Linked DNA regions of Ovis aries: region 1 is linked to region 2. The links are chromatin contacts, called in public Hi-C maps. All regions are on one chromosome and are shown on one strand. The core of a region is the stretch at or near the end of the contact, and the rest is flanking DNA. Distances in the headings are between cores, read along the strand shown. Region 1 holds the start of PRMT1 (protein arginine methyltransferase 1). Region 2 holds the start of FLT3LG (fms related receptor tyrosine kinase 3 ligand).

Region 1 (4,545 bases), core at 1,360-3,859, 150 kb after region 2:
TGAAGTATTACAGATTCTTTTTTTACATAAAGTCTTCAGAATCTGGTGTGCATTTTTACAGCCATAGCATATCTCAGCTGACACTTGTCATGGGCCATTACTCAGTAGTCCCATGTGGCTGCCATCTTGGAGAATGAAGAATCTGACACTTGATGGCTCCCCCAGTTTTGCTTCCAGCCCAGACCACCCCCCTGTACTCTCTGTGGTGTGGAATTTGCTCAGTCGTATCCGACTCTTTGCGACCCTATGGACTGTACCCTGCCAGGCTCCTCTGTTATGGAATTCCCCAGACAAGAATACTGGAGTGGGTTGCCATTCCCTTCTCTAGGGGATCTTCCCTATCCAGGGATCAAACCCTGGGTCTCCTGCATTACAAGGAGACCCTTTACCATCTGAGCCACCAGGAAAGCCCCTGTACTCTATACCCAGTGACATTAGTTTATTCCCTAATGTTGTAGAGAGAATGTGTTATAATTTTTCCTTCTTTATAGCAACACAAGAGCAAAAGTAATTGATTGGGTTAATTGGAATTCAGAAGGAAAAAAAAGATAAGACACAAAAACCCTGCTGAAACATTTGGAGAAATAGAAAAGAAAAAAAAAATTCCACACAACATACAATGTAAGGGTCAAGATGTGGGTTCAGATAAAGTCTCTGCTTTTCAACAGACAACATTAAGAAAAGGAAAAGACAGGTCACAGATTGGGAGAAAAATGTAAAGTCAGTATACCTAAAAGAGACCTGTATCTAGACGCTATAAAGAACGTTTACAATTGGTGAATAAGAAAACAACTCTGTTTGCAAAAATACACAAAAGAATTGAGCAGACACTTGACAAAAGAAAATATACAAATAGGGGAACTTCCCAGGTGGTGGAGTGGTTAAGGACCCGCCTTCCACTGCAGGAGGTGTGAGTTCCATCCCTGGTTGGGAATCTTGCAGCAACTACTGAGCCCACATGCTCTGGAACCTGTGCACAATAACTAAAACCCGAAGCAGCCAAATTTAAAAAAAAAAAAAAATTTTTATTTTAAAGAAAGAAAACATGCAAATTGCCGATAAGCACACGAAAACACGAAAAGGTGCTGAACAACATTGGCGGTCAGGGCAATAATGCAAGTCACAACCAGGAGATAATCTCTTCCTACACAGGAGAGTCGTTAAAATTATAGACTGATTTTATTAAGTGCTGGAGGGGATGTGGAGCACCTAGAACTCTCACGCATCACTGATGGAAATGCAAATTGGTAGAATACCATAGGAAACTTTGGGGCAGTTTCTTATCAAGTTAAACATACACCTAGCATAGGACGCGCAAGCATGTCCTCCTAGCTTGACCCAAGAGAACTGAAAGTGTACATCTACAGAAAGGTTGGGACACGATGGTTTATGGCCTCTTTATTCATAACAGCCCTAATCTGGAAACCACCCACATGTCCACCAAGAGGAAAATGTGATCCAGCAATACAATGGAATACTCCTCAGCAATAAAAAGGGCTGGACAATCGTTATATGAGACATGAACGAATCTTGAAAACATTATGCTGAGAAAAACAAGACAGGCACAAAAGAGCACATACTTTTATTGGAAAATTTAGCAGCTGAAAAGATACACTATAGTAACGAAACAGTGATTGCTTCTGGGGTTGGGTGGGAGGGCGGTGTTGAAAGGGTCGTGAAGGAACTTTCTAGGGTGATGGGATACATTCCCCAAGTAGCAGTTACCTTCATTCAACAAGTAACTTTTTCTACAGGTCGAGGGAAGCTACCTGGAGGAGGTGGCGACTGAGTTATGCCGGGACTGACTCATGAAGGCCAGACGAAGGGGGTGGGTGTTCCAGCATGGGTAGGACTTGGCAAAGGCCAAGTGCTTGAGTGGGGTCACTGGGTTTTAAAAACTTGTAACAATTAAGTAGAGGGCTAAAGATTAAACACCTCGACGCCTGAGTCCCATTTCTGACTTGATTCAGGATCACGGATAAGACCTCTTTGAGCCTCTCACTGCTTCAGTTTTCCATCAGGAAAATGGGCACAAGCTCCCTTATTTCCCGTTGGATTCCCTACAAGCTGGGAGAAGCCACAGAGTGAACGGTGAGTGACAGTTTGTTTGAGCCAATCTCTGGAGCCTAAAGCCTGCTTTCCTTTTTCGTGGGCCAATCGTCACGTTCTCCTTGAGGCCAGCAGCTTGGCGGAGGCAGGCCGAAAGCCTCATGACGTCACATTGCTAATAAACCAATAGCAGCTATTAAGAGGCGGGTACTTTTGGTGATAGTTCTATTTCAAGATGTCCGCTTAGCGCAGGGTCCGCCGGGAAGCTTTGAGGCGGTACGGGAGAAGGGGCGGGAACTCCCAGTAGATTCTGCCCAATCGTCAGTCGCGCTTCTTGCGATAGACGGGCAGTCTTTCCCATCCCCGTCGACTTAAGGGGGCGGGGTTCGGCACGCCAGAGTAGGCGGGCACCTCAGCTTTGATGGGTGTCTCCTTCGCCCAATGGCTAAATGGTATTTCCAGACGGGTCACCTCCTCTACCAATGAGATCTCCTGGCGGGGTCGCGGTGGGCGGGCCGTAGACCCTCCGGTATAAGGCGGTCCCGGGGGAGTGCGGAGAAAGGGGGGGGGTCTCGGCGGCCGGAGGAGGAGTAGACGCGGGTGAAGATGGCGGCAGCCGAAGCCGCGAACTGCATCATGGAGGTGAGCGCCAGGAGCGCCACCGGGGGCGGGGGGCGGTTTGGAAGTCGGTGTTTTACGCCTCCGCCGTGGGGAAGGGGCTCTGAGTCGCCGGATTGGGGTTGAAGGCCCCTGGCCGTACGGAGGGGGGCGCCGCGTGCTCCGTATCCGAGGATACCGTTTGAACTGCGGGTTCCCTAGCTTTCGGGGGCCTGAGGCGCCACGCCGAGCCGAGGGCCTACTGCCCCCTCCCACGTGGAGGAGGGCTGGGGGCGCTTCCGGCCTGGCCCCCACGTGGCCGTGGCACGGTGGGTGGGGAGGGGGTGTGCCGTGCCCGCTTGCCCGGCGGGTTCCACGTGCGGGACAAAGGCCCCGCCCCCGGCCAGGGGAGGGGCGCCCCGGGGGGGGGCGGAGAGGAGGCTCCGACCCTCCCTCCGAGGCCCCCTACCCTCCTCCCCGGGGATCGTGACGGGCACCTCGGGGTGGGGACCTCCGTGCAGTAATGAGGCTCTTGGGAGGGGCAGTGTGCCTCGACCCTTAACAAACCCTTTCCTGGGACCAGGGCATCTGCTTAGGCATCGGTCCAGGTTTCGTGCGCTCTTGCGTTGGGATTGGAGGAAGACGAAGAATTGGTTCCCTCTGGGACCCCTCCTACCCTCCAGTTTCCTGTCTCTGGATTCTCCCCCTCTTTGGGAGCTGGGGGGATGGGGCATGCCCCTGTGACCTCCCTCTGGTCTATGGGGGGGCATCGAGCGGAAGATCTTTCCCGATTAGGCGCTGTGCACCCCCTTGTGGCCATTTCTGGGTGTGTGGGAGGGACATCTTTTTCATGGGGCGTGTCTCCAAGCCCCCCTCCCTGTCGAAGCCCTCCCGGGCGAGGGGAGAGAGAATCTGTCCTGGGAAGGGCTGTGAGGTAGTGGAGGCAGCGGATTTACCTCCTTCTGGCCCTTCCTCTCCCTGGGGTATTTGTGAAGATGGGAGTTGACCACCTCCTCCCTGAACCCGTGTTTGAGGGTCCTGAACCTGCTTGCGTGAAATGGTGTCCCGTGAGGTGTGATTCTCTTGCAGTTATGTGGGGCTTGCCATGATGCTGTGTCTCAAGCGCTCTGGGGGCATGTCTGGCGGTGATGTCGGTGGTGTAGAGAAATGGGCCCTCAGGGGAAGTCCCCTCACCCGCCGTCTTTCCGTATCCGCGTCATTCACTGGTTTGGGGAGGATGGAGGTGGGGCTTGGAGCCCAGGGGTTATGTCTGTGATTTCACGCTTCTTGGCGCCTGGAGAGTGCTTGCATCTGGAAGAGCTGTAATCTGTTGGGCCCTCCGTACTCTCACCTCTTAGCTTGTAGCAGTCTCAGGAATGGGAGGTGAGGTTCCAAGATGCATACCTTGGGGGGCAGCCCCAGGGGTCACTCCAGTGACTCCCCCTTGGCTCTCTGCTAGACGAAGGCCTTCTTGGCTGGAGGAAATATCTTCCTCAGAGGTGGATCCAGGACTCGGCCCCTCCCCTGGGGAGTTTCTGGGCCTGAGATGGTGGTTCGAACGGGGAGTAGATGGGCTTGGGGGTCCAGGGTCTGGCCTCCTCCGTGGAACTCTGCCCTCCTGCGCAGAGGGTCATAATCAGGAGATTGGCACTCCCTTGTTTTGTTTGGGACTCCCTGAGTCCCAGGCAGGAGCTAGCAGCCCGCATGCCAGCTCTGGTGGGGGGTGCCCGTGTGCCACACCTCCTTTCTGGAATCCTCTCAGATGAGAGAGTGCTTTGCAGAGGTGACAGATGCCCAGTGGGTACACCCTGCCAGTTCCCTTCCCCCAGCTCGAATGGTACCCCAGGATGAGGCTTTGTGTCAGGAAGTGTCATCTAATCTGGGGAGATTAGATGGTGA
Region 2 (4,723 bases), core at 622-3,121:
CATTAGGGTAAACTCAGATGTGGTCAGGGAGCCCGTCTTAATAACAAAGACACGCCTATCTGGAAGTTCCAGGGAGTTAGAGGTTGTCACCCAAGAAACAGAGCCCAAGAGCAGGTGCCCTATCCAGTATATGACAACAATGCATATTTGTTCATTCATTTAACAGATATTGATGGAGCACCTTCTGTGAGCCAGTCATGGTTCTAGGTGCTGGAGATCCAGCAGGATAAACAGATACTGTGGCCCTCCTGGAGTTGCACTCCTAATGGGGACAACTGACAATAAAGAAGATAAACTGCAGTGGTGTGTCAGAAGGTGATAAGTGACAAGGGAAAAAACAAAGCTCAGATGAGTGGGAGTGCTGGGAAGTGGTTGCAACTTGAAAAAGGTTGGTTGGGGAAGGCTTCGCCTTATGTATTTTTTAAAAAATTTTTGCGGAGTTGCCCTGGGTCTTCACTGCCATGCTCTGGCTTTCTCTACTTGAGGCGAACGGGGGTTCCTTTTCATTGCCGTGCGCGGGCTTCTCATTGCGGTGGCTTCTCTTGTTGCAGAGCATGAGCTCCTGGCACACAGGCTTCAGCAGTTGAGGCAGGCGGGTTCAGTAGTTGCAGCCTTTGCCTTGTGTATTTGAGCAAAGACCTGAATGAGATCAGGTTGAGCCATGTGGGTATCTGGGGGAAGGGCATTCCCGACTGAGGGAACAGCCAGTGCAAAGGCCCTGGGGCAGAAATGTGCCCGCCTCAGGCCTGTGTGGCCGGAGTGGAGAGAGGCAGGAGGAGAGGCCAGGTCTGTCTCGGCCACAGTGAGGACTTGGACTTGTGTGGCAGGTGCGCGGGTAAGGGGGAAGCGTGGAGCAGAGGAGGGAGGTGAGGGGACTTGGGTCTTCGCAGGCTCCCTCAGGCTGCACATGGAGAACAGACTAGCAAGTGAGGACAGAAGCAGGGAGGCTGGTAGGGTGAGTAGAAACCATGATTTCCAGGTGGGTGGTGGTGGCAGTGGCAGGGGTGAGATGGGTGGGATTCTGAACACACTTTGATGATCAGCCAACAAACTTGCTGATGGACTGGACTGTCAGTGGGCAGTGAGAGGCAGACGGAGTCTCAGGTCCCCTCCAAGGCTTTGGGCCCGAACATCTGGAAGGATGGAGCTGTCACTCCCTGTGGAAGCAGACGGGGGTTGGAGAGTGGGGGTGGGGTTTCAAGGCAAAGGTGAAGGGCTCAGGGTGACCTCCTCCTTGCCCGACCTGCGTTAATTCTAGCCGGAGACAGTTTCCCGTTGGAGCCCCCGAGCCACATTCACTGTGTCCCACTCGGGCTACCAACCCAAGGTCAGACCCCTTGAGCCTAAGTCCCGCTAAAGCGCCCACTGAGGCGACTTCTGCCACCTGTCACCACCAGGTGGCGCCCCGTGCACCAGCCTGATCCACCCCAGCTCACTCTCCCCCCAAAATTTCCTTTCACTTTCGATCTCTGGCTGTCACCCGGCGTGGCCCCTTCCACACCCAGCTGGGGCAAGCCTGGTGCGTGAGGAGAAATGGACTCCGGGTCCCCGAAGGGCGGGGCCGGGGTCCCCCTCCTGGGGCTGAGCGCAGACGGCGGGGGGTCGGGTTCCTGGGTCCCTGGCCTGCGCAGAGTTGCGGGCACCGGACGTCGGGGTTCTTAGAAGGGGAGATGAGGAGTTTTCACTGTAACTGTGCTTCACGCAGGAAGCCCTATAGAGTAGGAGGCGGAAACTTAGCCACATCAAAGGACCGAGGGAGGGGCGGGGAGGTGAAGGGGCGGGCAAGGAAGGGGCTGGGGTGTGGGGGTCCGAGACTCGCTCTTCTGTCCCTTCCAAGATCCGGCCACAGGCATGAAGGGCCCCCGGCAGAAATGATAGTGCTGGCGCCAGCCTGGAGCCCAACTGTGCGTATCCCTAGGGGTTAAGGTGGGGGAATGGCAGTGTCAAGATGGGCAGAGCTGAGAGGGGAGGTGGACAGAGTTGGGGTAGACACGAGTGGGGAGATGAACAGAGGTGGGAGGAGATGGACAGAATTCGGAGGGAGATGGACAGAGCTGGGGTGGTCAGAAGTGAGCAGATGGACAGAGGTGAGAGGTAGGGGAAATGGACAGGGGTGGGGAGATGGACAGGGGTGGGGGAGACGGACAGAAGTGGGGGAGATGGACAGGGTGGGGGAGATGGACAGGGGTGGTGGAGACGGACAGGGTGGGGAGACGGACAGGGGTGGGGAGACGGACAGAGGTGGGGGAAACGGACAGAGGTGGGGGAGACGGACAGGGTTGGGGAAACGGACAGAGATGAGGAAGACGGACAGAGGTGGGGGAGACGGACAGAGGTGGGGAGACGGACAGAGGTGGGGGAGATGGACAGTGGTGGGGGAGATGGACAGTGGTGGGGGAGATGGACAGGGGTGGGGAGATGGACATGGTGGGGAGATGGACAGGGGTGGGGGAGATGAGGAGATGGACATGAGTAGGGGAAATTGACACAGGTAGGGGGACGTGGACAGAGGTAAGCGAGATGGACAGGGGTTGGGGAAAGAAACAGGGAGGTGGGAGCAAACGGGGAAGATAGGACTCAGATCTAGGGAAAAACAGGAGAGATGAGCATGAAAAGACAGAGGAATGGGCAAAGACGAGAAAATCCTGGGCAGAGGTGAGCAGAAGTGGAGAGAGATGGGCTGAGGTGCGGAGATGGGAGGTGAGACAGAGCTGGCAGAGGAGGGCGAAAACTGGTTAGCACGTGCCCAGAGGCAGAGAGATACAGGGAAAGATGGTCGGAAGTGGGCACACAGGAGCCAAGCGGAGGAGCTGAGAAGTGGGAAAGCTGGAAAGGGGAAAGAGGGAAGAGAGAACAGGGGGCTGCCGGGGGCAGCCTCCACGACGGAGGGGGGCGTGTGTGGAGTCCATGGAGCCCCCGCCCTACCCCGCCTGCAGACCTCCCTTCTGCTGCTGCTGTTACTGCTCAGCCCTGGCCTCCAAGGGACCCCCGACTGCTCCTTCCGCCACAGCCCCATCTCCTCCACCTTTGCCATCAAGATCGGCAAGCTGGTGAGCGTCCCTGTTCCCAACCCGAGCCTGAGGTGCTGTCTCTGGGTCTGACTTCCCCCTGTCAAGAGTTTCTGTGGCCCCCCTGCCTCCTCCCTCTGGGTTCCCTTCCGTCGTCCGTCCCCCCATCCTTGCCCCCTTCGCTATGGGTCTCTGTCCCCCTTTCTCTGGGTCCCCATCTCCCCACCCTGGGTCTCTGCCCCCTTCTCTCTGGGTCCCCGCCCCCTCACTCTGGGTCCCTGCCCCCTTCTCTCTGGGTCCCCGCCCGCTCTCTCTGGGTCCCCGCCCCCTCTCCCTGGGTCCCCACCCCCTTCTCTCTGGGTCTCCGCCCCTCTTCTCTGTCCCGCCCCCTCACTCTGGGTCCCCGCCCCCTCTCTCTGGGTCTCTGCCCCCTCTTTCTGGGTCCCCGCCCCCTCTAGGTCCCCTCTCCCTCTCTTTGGGTCCCCGCCCGCTCTCTCTGGGTCTCCACCCCCTCACTCTGGGTCCCCGCCCCCTCTTTCTGGGTCCCCGCCTCCCTAGATCCCTTCCCCCTCTCTCTGGGTCCCCGCCCCCTCACTCTGGGTCCCTGCCCTCTCTCTCTGAGTCTCCACCCCCTCACTCTAGGTCCCTTCCCCTTCTCTCTGGATCCCCGCCCCCTCACTCTAGGTCCCCGCCCCTTCTCTCTGGGTCCCCGCCCCCTCACTCTAGGTCCCCGCCCCTTCTCTCTGGATCCCCGCCCCCTCACTCTAGGTCCCCGCCCCTTCTCTCTAGGTCCCTGTCCCCTTCTCTCTGGGTCCCCGCCCCCTCCCTCTCGGTCCCCATAGTTTGTTTCCTCCTGTCTGCGCAGGCCTGACCCCGTTTTCTCCCGCAGTCCAAGTACCTGCTTCAAGATTACCCCGTCACTGTTGCCTCCAACCTGCAGGACGTGAGTCACAGACGGGAGGGGCCCAGGATGGAGGTGGGAAGGAGAGATTCAAGATTCACCGCCCCCTGAGGGGCCAGGCTAGTGTGCCCACCAGGCCACCCCCTCCCTCGGGACCCAGGAATCCTGGCCCCCAACCCCCTCCGCCCACCCGCGGGACCCAGAGCCTGGGTGGTCTCCCCCCAGGACAAGCTCTGCGGGGCGTTCTGGCGTCTGGTCCTGGCCCAGCGCTGGATGGGACGGCTCAAGACCGTGGCTGGGTCGGAGATGGAGAAACTGCTGGAGGATGTCAACACCGAGATACACTTTGTCACCTCGTGTGCCTTCCAGGTCAGCCCTGAACTTGGGGGACAAGTGCAGAGAGCCTGTTGCTTTCCTAGGGATTGGCAGCAAAGGTCTGCTAGGCCTTACTGGAGGTTTCCCCTTGACTGGGAGCATCCTGAGGGAGGTGGAGCTGGAACCTCAGACCTGCTGGGGCCCAGTGTGGGAAGTGACACTTCTCTAAGTACTGGAGGATACCTAGGGGTAAGGGCCAAAGGCATCAATTCTACTCATTTCTCAGGCCCTGTTGAAGGATGTTGCTAAAGGGTTCTTACCCCTAGCAACAGGGAGAAGGAGGGGACCCTAAATCAGGGGACCCTCCTGATCCAGGTCTGACTGGGCCCGGTTGCTAGCAACCAGGGGGAGCAAGGGTCCAGACTCTCCATGAGACCCAGGCCTCACCCTTGACCTGAGGTGACGCTGGGGGTGATGCCGTGGTGACGTCTCCCTCCCC

The links. A called contact is a pair of places that touch in the nucleus more often than the background predicts.
Region 1: a Hi-C map of muscle shows a contact between it and region 2, with 4 times the contacts expected there. The contact joins the promoter of PRMT1 here to the promoter of FLT3LG in region 2. A contact is called at or near these places in 3 of 16 Hi-C or Micro-C datasets (blood and muscle).

The regions. Positions count from the first base shown.
Region 1 is chr14:55,808,865-55,813,409 of ARS-UI_Ramb_v3.0, forward strand. It overlaps PRMT1 (protein arginine methyltransferase 1), which reads left to right and starts at 2,610. Exons shown (of 10, transcript XM_027978635.3): 1 at 2,610-2,691. The coding sequence starts at 2,656.
Region 2 is chr14:55,663,402-55,668,124 of ARS-UI_Ramb_v3.0, forward strand. FLT3LG (fms related receptor tyrosine kinase 3 ligand) reads left to right here and starts at 1,872. Exons shown (of 7, transcript NM_001078660.1): 1 at 1,872-1,904; 2 at 2,937-3,050; 3 at 3,898-3,951; 4 at 4,135-4,278. The coding sequence starts at 1,872.